Regions from separate parts of the Sus scrofa genome. Here all the other regions are linked to region 3. The links are chromatin contacts, called in public HiChIP or PLAC-seq maps. All regions are on one chromosome and are shown on one strand. Each heading gives the region's core, a stretch centred on a gene start, on an enhancer-like site or on the middle of the called end of the contact. The rest is flanking DNA. Distances are from core to core; before and after follow the strand shown.

Evidence for each region. HiChIP or PLAC-seq counts read pairs in DNA pulled down with a chosen protein or histone mark.
Region 1: an H3K27ac HiChIP or PLAC-seq map of alveolar macrophages shows a contact between it and region 3. The contact joins the enhancer-like site here to the promoter of GCNT1 in region 3. A contact is called at or near these places in 3 of 5 promoter capture datasets (fetal liver, fetal skeletal muscle and skeletal muscle), 3 of 47 Hi-C or Micro-C datasets (adipose tissue, embryonic fibroblasts and epiblast stem cells) and 2 of 2 datasets of contacts at active chromatin or transcription factors (alveolar macrophages and skeletal muscle).
Region 2: a contact with region 3 is called in an H3K27ac HiChIP or PLAC-seq map of alveolar macrophages. The contact joins the enhancer-like site here to the promoter of GCNT1 in region 3. A contact is called at or near these places in 7 of 47 Hi-C or Micro-C datasets (blood, embryonic fibroblasts, epiblast stem cells and 2 more) and 2 of 2 datasets of contacts at active chromatin or transcription factors (alveolar macrophages and skeletal muscle).

What each region holds. Positions count from the first base shown.
Region 1 is chr1:229,652,780-229,656,690 of Sscrofa11.1, reverse strand. The region is part of intron 15 of PRUNE2 (protein prune homolog 2); the gene reads left to right. Among named protein-coding and RNA genes, the nearest start is that of PRUNE2, 190 kb to the left of the region's middle. Within about 2 kb of position 2,005, at least 9 of the 83 cell types and tissues checked have an H3K27ac peak or open chromatin away from gene starts, as enhancers often do. A contact at or near this core is called in alveolar macrophages and fetal skeletal muscle, where this site is marked.
Region 2 is chr1:229,624,310-229,628,499 of Sscrofa11.1, reverse strand. The region is part of intron 15 of PRUNE2 (protein prune homolog 2); the gene reads left to right. Among named protein-coding and RNA genes, the nearest start is that of GCNT1, 200 kb to the right of the region's middle. Within about 2 kb of position 2,024, at least 10 of the 83 cell types and tissues checked have an H3K27ac peak or open chromatin away from gene starts, as enhancers often do. A contact at or near this core is called in alveolar macrophages, where this site is marked.
Region 3 is chr1:229,426,610-229,430,532 of Sscrofa11.1, reverse strand. GCNT1 (beta-1,3-galactosyl-O-glycosyl-glycoprotein beta-1,6-N-acetylglucosaminyltransferase) reads right to left here and starts at 1,478. Exons shown (of 7, transcript XR_001306502.2): 1 at 1,346-1,478; 2 at 428-582. It overlaps LOC110255722 (a long non-coding RNA gene), which reads left to right and starts at 1,540. Exons shown (of 4, transcript XR_002336433.1): 1 at 1,540-1,683; 2 at 2,657-2,799.

The sequences.
Region 1 (3,911 bases), core at 756-3,255, 230 kb before region 3:
GGGAGGCTCTGAAAGGTTCTGTAACATGCCTGGCATTAAATAACCAGAATAAGCACTATGAGATTCAAAGTTTTCTACCTCCAAAGCCTATGTTTTTCCAGCAGACACACTGCCTGTCATTCAGAGAAGGTGGTGATGGTTTCATGTAAGTGTCTAACTTACTAATAAAGCATAAGAAGACTGCACAAGGCTGAAAATCTTCCTGTGAAACATTCATGTCTTCAGTGGCTGAAGAATTGGTCGAAGACCATCAAACCAGTCATTCATTCATTCATTCATTTATTTGCTCACCATTTGGTTTTTGAGAATCTCCTCTGGGCTGAGATTCCAGGTAGCCCACGGATATAATCCCCATTCTCAATCTCCCAGGCCTGCTGAAAGTGTTTAGGTTTGTTCATTTCTCTTCCCTTGGCCTGATAAAGCCTCCTGCTGTCACAAAACAGAAAATTGTGAAAAGTATCTTAAGGAAAGGGGAAAATCATGCTTCCCCCATAAAATAGAGTGGAGAAATGATATCTCTTTCCTGCTCACTTTTGAAAGCCTGAAGGACTGTACATATCACAGACCCACTGCAAATTAAAGCAGCTGAGTCCAGCCTGGCTCTGCCACTGCCGTTTTATATTTTAGGATTAAGCCTTGGCTTAAGTCTCCTCATCCATAAAATGAGTGGGTTGGGCTGGAGGATCTCAATCTTTCCTTCAGTATTAAATCCCTTGACCTTAATTTGTAAATAGAAAGTTCCCGGAAGAGCTTTGGCATTCACAAATTACATTTCTTCATGAAAGGAACAGAAATCGGAAAGAACAGCAGGAGTATAATGAAGGTTAGCAAAGTGCCATAAAGAGTTAAAAGCTACACCATCTTCGAGTGCAGCTTCATAAATCCAGACATTTTCAGTTGGTCTAATCTTTCTTTCTTCCTGTCAAGCTATTTCCTTCCAGAGAGACCTCAGATCCGTTATCGGAAAGAGAGTAGCAGATGGATCGCAGCAGCCCTGCTGGCATTGTTATAGATTGAGCTCAGAATTCAGGCAGCCTCAAGTTGGCTGAGCTATTATTTGGCTCCTTGTCTGCATTTTGCACACGGCTCTGAAATCCAACAGATGATTGTGTTCAATTGTGCCACTAGCCTCTTTGCTTTTAATGAGATTGCTTTGCTCATCCCTTTCTGCTCAGCTCCCGCAGTAATGAAAATTTTCTCACTGCTGGGGAGGGGACAGATTTTCCCCTGGCATTTATATTACCTTTGCATAAATAATTTACTCTGAATATGTCTGAAAGATTTCTTCCTGATGGATCTTGGGAGGATCTAACTACTATCTAAAACAGTAGTTTTCTAGGTGGGGCCCAAAAACCAACAGGCCTCATCAACACCTGGATATTTGCTAGAAAGGTACATTGCCTGTCCCACCTCATACCTCCTGATCAAGAACCTGGGGTGTGGTCCAGCTGTCATATTCCTCCTCTAGGGGATTCTGAGGCACAGCAAAGTTTGAGACCCACTGGTTTAAAACTTACCCCCATCCCTCTAGGAGTTTATAGTTTAATAAAGGATTTAAACATAGTGAAAAGGTAGATAATAGTGTGAAATTTAAATCAAAATAGTTGATGACCAATGTCATTTAAATAGCTACCAGTTATGGATTTCCTGTTGTGGCTCACCAGAAATGAATCCAACTAGTAACCATGAGGATGTGGGTTCAATCCCTGGCCTCTTTCAGTGGGTCGGGGATCCAGCGTTGCTGTGAGCTCTGGTATAGGTTGCAAACTCGGCTCAGATCCTGCATGGCTGTGGCCGTGGCCAGCAGCTATAGCTCTGATTGGACCCCTAGCCTGGGAACTTCCATATGCTGCAGGTGCAGCCCTAAAAATCCAAAAATAAGTAAATAGCTACCAGTTATAGGGATTTGCCCTGGACCAGGTACTGAACTGTATACACAGGAGCTCATGTTACCATGCCAACTGTATGAGGTAAGAATTACACAAGGGAGGAAACTGATGTTCAGAAAGTGTGAATCACTTGATCTAGTTTATAGTTAGAAAGTGAAAGGAGTTCCTGTTGTGGCTCAGTGATTAACAAATCCATCTAGGAACCATGAGGTTGCGGATTCAATCCCTGGCCTTGCTGAGTGGATTAAGGATCTGGCATTGCCGTGAGCTGTGATGTAGGTTGCAGATGTGGCTCGGATCTGGCGTTGCTATGGCTCTGGCCTAGGCCGGTAGCAACAGCTCCCATTAGACCCTTAGCCTGGGAACCTCCATATGCTGTGGGTGCAGCTCTGGAAAAAGACCAAAAAAAAAAAAAAAAAAAAAAGAAATTGAAGAAGCTGGGGAGTTTGAATTTAAGCCTCTCTCTGTCTGGAATGTGTGTTAATGCTAGTAAGTTAACAGAAAGGCATCTATGTAGGACACTTGTATGGAGAAAGAACCAGGAAGAGCTTATTACCCAGGAGTGCCCAGGGCCCAGGACACTTTAAGAGACTCCTGAGAGGCTTTGAATTTCTTTTAAAAATCAAAAGAAAAAAATGATTATATTACTGTGTGGATTATATTCTGGTGTGAATTATATTTCCTTCTATCAATGTGGATATGAAACAAATTTTTAGGGTTTTGGTTTGTTTTGGTTTTTTTTAAAGTGAAGCAAAGAGCCCATGAAGGCAAAAGTGTGTCTAAGCCTCTCAAAAGTCATACCGAGGTCCTGAGAGATGCAATTCGAGATAGGCATGAAAGGAAAGTCATAGTCTGGAAAGACAAAGAAGGAGATAAGAGGCCAGCCAAGTTAACTGGAGAGAGTAACATAAAGGAAATCCTGGAGACAGGAAGGTAATCACAGAAGCAAGGTGATAAGATAGCCATAGTTTCCCAACCAAAACCTGGAGTCATCTTCTGATGCATAATCTGACCATAGGACCAAAATCCAGACTGCCTTGAAAAAAAGAAAATTAAAACCTGCTTCTCAAAATAAGCTGATAGTATATGCAAGATGAGTTGCATTGACTTCTTGCTGTCACATCACCTAGGCCCCCCCCACCCCCGCAATGCCCACACTGTGTTGAGGGCAGTAAGCTGTGTTTTCAACATCGGAAGGAGCATCAGAAAGAAGCCTTGTTACCTAGTGAGTCTTATTCACAGAACTTGGTATGAGTGCTGGGAGAGTAAACAGTCTGCTTCAGCACTGTGTTCTCACTCCCTAGAATCAGTCTTCACAGAGGCTTTTGCCAGCAGCCTGGTCATCTTCCAGCTGTAGACCACCAGCTAAGGATTGCACACCAAGTCCCCAGTGATGCCTGTGCCTGATCTTTCCTATGGGGTCACAGATCTTTGTTTTTTCTTAAAGAACCGTGTATAGGTTTGTTTCAAAGAAGGCAGAGTTGCAAGAATGTCATGTGACAAAGGGGTATTATGTGTTGGTCCGTGTTTTTTCAGAGAAATAGAACCAACCAGAGCAATATACACATATGAGGGAGGGAAGGGGGATGGAGGGTGGAAGGAGAAGTTGTTTTAAGGAACTGACATTGGCTTATACAGTTTTTGAGGCTAGCACATCTGAATTCTGTAGGACAAGCCAGCAGGCTAGAAACTCAGGCAAGAGCTATTGCATTCTTGAGTCAGACAGGGCAGCAGGCTGGAAACAGGCAGAGTCTCTATGTTGCAGGCTTGGGAAGAGGTCCTTCTTTTTCAGGAAACTTCAGACTTTGGTCTTAGGGCCTTTAATTGATTGAACAAGGCCCACTCACATCCCAGAGGGGAATCTGCCTTACTCGAAGTCTGCTGATTTCAGTATTGATCACATCTAAAAAATATCCTCACAGCAACATCTAGATTGGTGTGTAACGAAACAACTAGCCTAGCCAAGTTGACACATAACATTATCAGAGATTACATTCAAAAGCCTGAACTACTGCATGCTAA
Region 2 (4,190 bases), core at 775-3,274, 200 kb before region 3:
TGCGCAGATTTAGTAGAAGTAGCATTGAATCACCTAAGAGCATGGTTCTTTTTCCAACTTCCCGGATTAAGCCGAACCCTTAGCTAATTCAGTCCATTTTATTTTCTCATATCTGAATTCAAGGCTATTTATTTTCTTCCAGGGATTTCTTTAGCCTCTTTCACAAGTTTTGATATATAGGACTTTATTGTTCAGTTACTTGCAAATGTGCTTTTCAGTTTCCAGACTGTCTCTTTATGATTTTTTTAGTGTTATGTCAGAGAATTAGGTACATTCAATATTGACTTTTGTTATTTTACAAGACCTTCTATATAGTTTGCATGAGTTTGAAAAAATTGTGTATTTTTATTGAGTGCAGATCTGTACATTAGATCCAGCTATGTTGGTACTTTGCTCAGACCTTCTGTATCTTTATGCATTTTTTCAGATTGACATAAATTCTTGAGACATGTTCAAATTTCCCCCATGCAATTAATTTTTCTTTATATTTGAGTTTTGTTTTTGGCCTATATTGTTTTAAACATATTGACCCTGGATCATTATATCTTCTGAGAAAATTCCTCCTTTCATCATAAAATAATAACTGTCTTAAGCCTTAATAATGCTTTTCTGCCTAAAGTCTATTTTGTTTGATACTAATATTTTGACACTTTCTTTCCTGTGGCTAATGTTTTTTCCGGTATTTCTTTTTATATCACTTTCTTGTCAACACTTTGCATTATTATTTTTAGATATTCCTTTTTTAAGCAGCATGGCTGCTTGGGGTAAATGACACTTACCTCCTATGAGGAACAAATCTCAGTGCTTTAACACCATGAAGGTTTAAACGTTATTCTCTAATTATTGTGATCTTTTTCATATTGTTCCTATTTTAAAAAGACTTTTCTTGCTAGTTCTTCTGTTTATGGCATCTGCTGGCAATCCCTCATAGTGTTTTTTTCCTAGTAGAGTTTGTGGTTTGGGAGGTGAAGGCTGAGATTTTGGTGTGAGCTCATCTTTGAGAGGTTTTTTTGTTTTTTTTTTTCTTTGTCCTAAGTGGATTTCTATTGAATCCTAGATTGTAAAATCCTAGCACTACCAAGAGGTTTCACATTTGGTTCTTCTGAAACCCTAGGACTCTAGGCCTTCAATGGTCCTAGGTGAATTTTAATTTTAATTTCTTGACTTGTGTTTCCTATATCATTCAGGTACTATTCATTGAGACATTCTTGGTATGTAAGTAATGTCGCTAGTTCTCATGGGTTGCTTTTTATTTTCCACCCAAGATTCCAGGCAAACTGGGCTTTCCAAGGCCAGAGGATAAAGTTTGTTCTCACCTCCTTTCCATTAGGAGGGCAGTTCTTTAAGGGCCATAGCCTTATTTAGAATTTTCAGGTCTAGGCCTTTCTTCTAGCACCTGGAGGTCACTTCCTGTGGGGCCTTAAGACCTGTGTCCAGCCCAAACTCTGCAAGCTACGTTTCATCATCTTTAGACTATGAGCCCAGAGGTTCTACCTTGAATTTAATAGCATTGTTTTATTGTGATTACATTTAATTTATGTGACTCTTTTAGGTGAGTGACTCTTAAGTTTCTATATGTACAGTGATACAAACCTTCCCTTCAAAATGAACTTATTTAACTAAATAAGTCATTAAGTAAATTGATAAGTGCTAAGTAGCTATGAAAAGCCCATAAAGGTGGTATGGAAAGCATTTGGTGCTCTTCTGAGCTTTATCATCATGTTTAAAATGTTATTTTGTGCTTTAACAACCAAGACAAAAAGATGTCAAAGCCTGGGTTGAGACTGTGGGAAATGGGGTTACTCAAATCAGGGCATGGTGTGAGTCAGATGTTCCCTTCAAAACAAATAATAAAGTCAGCTCTGCCAGTCAGAATGGGCTGGATTAGTGTGTGGTAACAGAGAAACCCAATATCTCAGGGCAAAACACAAAAATTTCTTTTTGCTCACGTATCCGACAAGCTTTATTTAGTAGAGGCTCTGCTCCTCACAGCCACTGAGTGGAGCTCCTCTACAGGCACCAAAGGACACCTGCCACTTCTGCTCTCATTTCATTCATCAGAGTAAGCCTGACAACCTCCCTAATTTCAGAGGAGGAGAGGAAAGTATAATTTTACCATGTGCCCAAAAGGCGAAAGCCGGAAATATTTGGTGAAGAATGATACTGATTGTACAACCATTCAGCAAACAAACAGTTCTGGATCCGTCCTCTAGATGGAGAGGTGGAGCCATGCACCTGTTGAGCAGGTCAGCCATTGTAGAGTCAGACTTGTGTTTACAACTCCTTCAGCCTTTTTGTAGTTCCAATCTGTATACAGAAAACTCCAAATTAAGTAGTGGCTATGGGTGGGTAAGGTAAACTGCATACTTTCATGATGGAATGATTTGTCTCCTAAAAGATCCCAAGAGGCTTCTATTACTGATGGTAAAATTCCATCCTGCTTTCTTTACCAGCTACTCTTTTTGGCCCCTTCGTTTCTACAAATATTTATAGTCCTCCTGTATGAATGCAGTTAAGTATTTACAATGCACACAACTTAGGTTTCTCTGTGGTTTGCCTCTGGGCTGTTCTGGTTCAGGGTTCCTTTTCTGACCCTGAGGTTTCCTAAAAAAGTCCCCATGTCCTTTTGTAACATGCCTGTGTTTGTGACCCTCTCCTCTGTGTACCACTTGATCACAGCTTCAGCTTTTCCTTTCCTTTGCCCATACCACCTCTGGCTTTCTAGAACTTTCTTTACAGGATCTCCACTCTGTGTCGCAAAGGGGCATTGAGAGGGAGACAGAAGCTCTCTTCACTAACCAGTGAGTCCAGGGGCACTTGCAGGCTCTATGGAGGTTTGTGTAGCACTGAAATTTTCCCTTACCTGGGCTCATACAGTGGTAGCAACCGTAATTATATTTTGTCTAATCATGACACATACTTCTGTTAAATCACTAATCCCGCCCTTATCTTTTAAATGAAGGAATGCAATACCTTAAACTTAGTCAATGCTTTATAATCTCTAGCATATTTTCATATGTATTTTATTTATTCTTTTTAATTCTCCACAGTTGCTGTGATGTTGGGTAGTTAGTGCCTTCATTTAAAATCGCAGACAGCTAATTTTCTCAGGATTAATCTGCTTGTAGTAGAACTATAACCTTGTATCAAGGACTCTTTCAGTTATTCCATGATGTTGTCCATAACGTGCAAACATTTGAAAAACCTACGTGATTTTAAGACAGATACTATTTATCCATTTTTAAACCCTTCATATTTATTTTGGAGCTAAGGCCAGCACCCTTAGTGGCTGGTGACAGTCATTATTTTTAACTCCATCATCCCATCTTCACCATAAGCATGAGGCTGGTCTGTTTGTCCTCCTATATCCTTAGCACAGAGTAGACACTCAATACCTATTTGTTGAATAAATGAAGCACAGTTATCACTAGGGACATAGAATTTTGTTTTCATCCTAGGCTTTATTGACCATAAGGGGTTTAACTTGGATCTTGAAGAAATCTATCATTAAGGGGCCAAACTCCAAATGTTTGGTAGATCCAGATTGAGGTGGATAGGGGTTGCGATAAGAGACAGAAGGACAGATTAAATGTAGAACTTTAACACTAAGGTTTATCATGTTTCAGTTTAGATTAGTACCCATGTCAGAAGTATTCACCCTAGATGAGTGAAATCACATGGAAGCCTCCAAGAATAAAAAGGTACGATGGTGATAAGTGGGGATGTATTGAACGAGAGTCAGGAGATAACGATAAGTCAAGGGAAATTCATTGTGAACAGTGATCTGCTTCCTCTAAGAGCATATGGATTTGCTATAGTTCTCTCCAATATTTTCCTGTGCGCCTCCACTAGTCTTACCAGGTGAACTAAAATAAACAATCCTGTGTTCAACACTGATGAGAGAGAAAAAATGATAACTCGTGACCAGAACCATCTTCACCAGTATATGATGTGCAATGAATCTTTAAGGAGTCAAAGAAGGAAGGAAAATAACATCATAATTTCCCAGGTACCTAGCATCAGTTAGGCACTTTACATTCATTGCTTCGTCTTTCAACAACTCAGTGAGGTAGGTGGTATATCCCTATTTTACAGATAAAGAGAGTCCAGCTGAGGAGTTCCTGTCATGGTGTAGCGGAAACGAATTCATCTAGGAACCATGAGGTTGCGGATTAGATCCCTGGCCTTGC
Region 3 (3,923 bases), core at 229-2,728:
TTGCAGTTTCCTTCTTGCCACAGCTGAAATCTGTTACCAAATCCTCTGGCAAGGGGGGCTTGTCTGGAACTGCCTGGGATCCTAGCAGGTAATTTACACTGATCTTTAAAAACCATTCAGCCCTCCTCCTCCCCTTTATAAAACAAACCTGCCTTTCAGAACAGCTCTAAAAGGGGGGGCAGGATGCCCAGAGAAGCAGCACAGGAGTCCCTGACTGGATGCCTCACCTACCACTCACCAAATTCAGACTACAAAAAGCTATGGCCTTGTTCTCATCTCAAGGCACCATTCTGTTTCTGAACACTGCATATCCTCCCAATTTGTCTCTTGTACTGCTATTTGTAAAATGAAGACTCTTCTCTCTCTAGAAAAAAATACCAAGGCCAAGGGCGTGTGTGCAGGACGCCAGGTGACTTACAAGACTCACCTCCAACCGGGCAGCCTTTAAGGCCCAGCCAGAAGCTACAGACGACCTCATCCACCGAGAAAGATGAGAAGTGTGTGTCAGGCAGGGGTGCATCCAGAAAACAGGCGGCAAGGGAGGAACGGGCTGTGAGCGAGAGCTTCTTTCACCTAAAAAAGCTAATAAAAATTGTAAAAACTTAAATCAGATATTAGGTGCTAACAACACAAAGCCAAAAAGAAACCTAGAAAGGGAGTAGAATGCGTTTAAAAAGAATCACCTGTTTCATCACAAACCCAGCAGCGCTTTGTTTCCTAGACTTGGCGTGACAGGTAGAGAGGGAAAGAAAGTAGACGCTTGAGGGCTTCGGAGCCCCAGGACCAGCGTCTTTTTTCCAGTGGTTTGCCTCAGGGTGTGTCATTTATCACCCTGGCAGAGCAGTGAAATGGGGGTAATAAATGCCTCTCCCCAGGGCTACAGTTAAGATTTAAATGAAGTTAAAACCTCTAGACCCAAAGGGACAGTAGAGAGTAACTGTTGCTCCCAGCCTATCCAAGCCCGCAGCCTCCCACTTCGACTCCTAAACTCCTACTCGTTCCTACTCGTTCCGTGGACCAGGGGAAAACCAGCAAAAGTCGCTTCCAGGTGACAATGGGCACCAGAGTCTCGGCCCGGGGTTCCCCTGACCGGATGGAAGAGTAGAGTCGAGGCAGGGCGCCGTGCACCATCCTTGACCCCCGGGAGAACAAGCTCGAAGCGGATTCCCACCTCGCGTTCTCTTCCTCCTGCCCCGGCTCGGTTTCCTCTTCCCCTCGCGGAGCCGACCCCGCTCGGGACAACGGGGCCCTCGCTGAGAGTACGTCCCCTCCCTCCGTTCCATCCTCTCGGTTCCTCCCTTGCTGCCCGGCAGCCAAGCTGGGGACCCGGCGAAGAGGTGGTTACCTGCAGCGAGTGTCTGGCCCCAAGGACGCTGGAGGGTACGGGGCGCTCCTCGCCCTGAGCCGGGTTGCGCTGGGCTGCGCTCTAGGCCCTGAAGGACCTCGCTGCCCACCCTGGCCGCCCACCCCCTCGCCCGTGCGCCACGCCCCTGGGCCCGCCCCTCTAGGCCCCGCCCAGCCCATCCCCGCCTCGCCCTCCTCGCCCTCCTCGCTCTCCTTGCAGATCTCTACCCCTGCGGGCGGCTGCGGGCCTCCTGCCCGAGGTCAGCGCGCCCTCTGGGCATTTCCATGGACTGGGTTGAGGGCTGGCCGGCCGTGGGCTTCCAATCCCTGTTTCCTCAGGTTCGCCCGGGTTCTTAGTTGAGAGAACCGCGTAAGGACTGGGCTTATGAGTGGGGTCTTCTTCAGAATGATATCCGCCTTCCTTGAAGGAAGGAAACGCGGGAAGTGCCGTCATTTCTGATTTAAAAAATAAAAATAGGTTTACTAACAAAAACGGGGGGGAAAAAGGATGCCAAGGCTTTCATTTCTTGTTAAAGTTTGCACTTGAACTTGTAGATGTTTATTTCCTGATGAGCCTTGCTTAATACAATTAGTATTTAAAAACTCATTACATTCGTGTGTATAGTCACATAAAAACTAAAATCGAATTAAATTACGGAACAAGCCACAGTGCTTTACAAAGTAGAAAACACCCTTCTCCCGCCCTCACAGCACATAGCATTGAGTCAATGGTGAAAGTTGATGCAGTGTCCTTTGTAGCAAGAGGAATATTGTGTATGTTTTCTTTGGATATTTAACTGCCAGAGTAGGAGTAGTTCTTTTCTTCCTATCACTTATTCATTCAACACGCATATATTGAATTAAATGAACTGCTTACGTAGTCACTTCCCTGCCCATGGGGTGGTGTTGGAGGTGTAGGGTAAAGCTAAGACTCTGAGAGTGGGTAAGTTTCCGGGTAAGAGGAGGTTCCCTAGTGGCCCTCATTCTAACAAAAAGAGGTCATTGTGGGAGTTCCAGTTGGGGTCATCAGGGTTAAAAACCCGACTAGTATCCATGAGGATGAGGGTTTGATTCCTGGCCTCGCTCAGTGGGTTAAATATGCATCACTACCTTGAGCTGTAGTGTAGGTCGCAGATGCGTCTTGAATGCCACGTTGCTGTGGCATAGACTGGCAGCTGCTTAGACACATCCTCACAGAGCAAGGATGACAGTATCTAGTAAGTGGAGCATGAATTAGCCATACTGCAGAGCACACAGGTTTCATGTTAACCCACCCGTCTCTTTTATGAAGATCCGGCCTTTTCTCTTTTAGAGTTTGGAACCTTCTGGGAGGGCTGCTCTGGACTCTCCTCCTCCCCACACCTGACTATTGCTGGTTGAAGCACAGCATGCAGGCCAGCTGTAAGGACAATGACGAAGTCACCATAGTCACTAATCAAATATTCCTGGCGGAAGGTAAATCTTGCCTCTTTCCTGAAGAGATTCCTCCTCTAATGACAGTCTTGGAACATCTTGCTTTAATTTTATTTAGGAATCTTTTTATAATGCAATATATGCAATACCTAGAACAGGGGAGCTCCTTGTTCATGAACTCCTTTTAAATTGTAATTTAGAGTTACTGTTGTGGCTCAGCAGGTTAAGAACTGGACATAGGAGTTCCTGTCTTGGCGCAGTGGTTAACGAATCCGACTAGGAACCATAGGGTGGGGGTTCCATCCCTGGCCTTGCTCAGTGGGTTAAAGACCCAGCGTTGCCATGAGTTGTGGTGTAGGTTGCAGACGCGGCTCGGATCCCGAGTTGCTGTGGCTCTGGCGTAGGCTGGCAGCTACAGCTCCGATTGGACCCCTAGCCTGGGAACCTCCAAATGCCACGGGAAGTGGCCCTTGAAAAGGCAAACAAACAAACAAAACTGGACATAGTATCCATGAGGATTCAGGTTAGATCCCTGGCTTTGTTCAGTGGGTTAAGGATCCAGTGTTGCTGTGAGCTATGGTGTGGGTCACTGATGCAGCTCAGATCCTGCAGCTACAGCTCTGATTCCGCCCCTAACCTGAGAACTTCCACATGTTGCAGATGAGGCCAAAAAAAGAAAATAAATAAACCGTAGTGTATATTTTTATCATAGAAACAATAGTATGAACCCAAAATATCTTTTGCAAATATACACAGAATTTACATTTCAGTCAGAACTAGAAAAAAAAGTGATTGTGATATGTTTTTTCTATCTATTGTTAATCCAGATGACTGTTTTTACTAAGGGACAAGATATTTTTAAATTCCCTAAGTAAAGCCATTGTGGAGACAATTATGGCAACTCCTAATGCAGCATTATGAAATTAAATTCATAAATTTTATTAATTCAGTGTTTGAAACTAATTCTGTTACTTCTTTCCACTAGACTAAACATGTTTCCTTCATCCTCACTTGACTGTTTTTTTTCTTATTGTGCTTACATCAAGCGTTTTTGGTTTGGGTTTTTTGGGGGTTTTGTTTTGTTTTGTTTGCTTTTTAGGGCTGCAGGTGCAGCATATGGAAGTTCATAGTCTAGGGGTTGAAACAAATCTTCAGCCGTCGGCCAC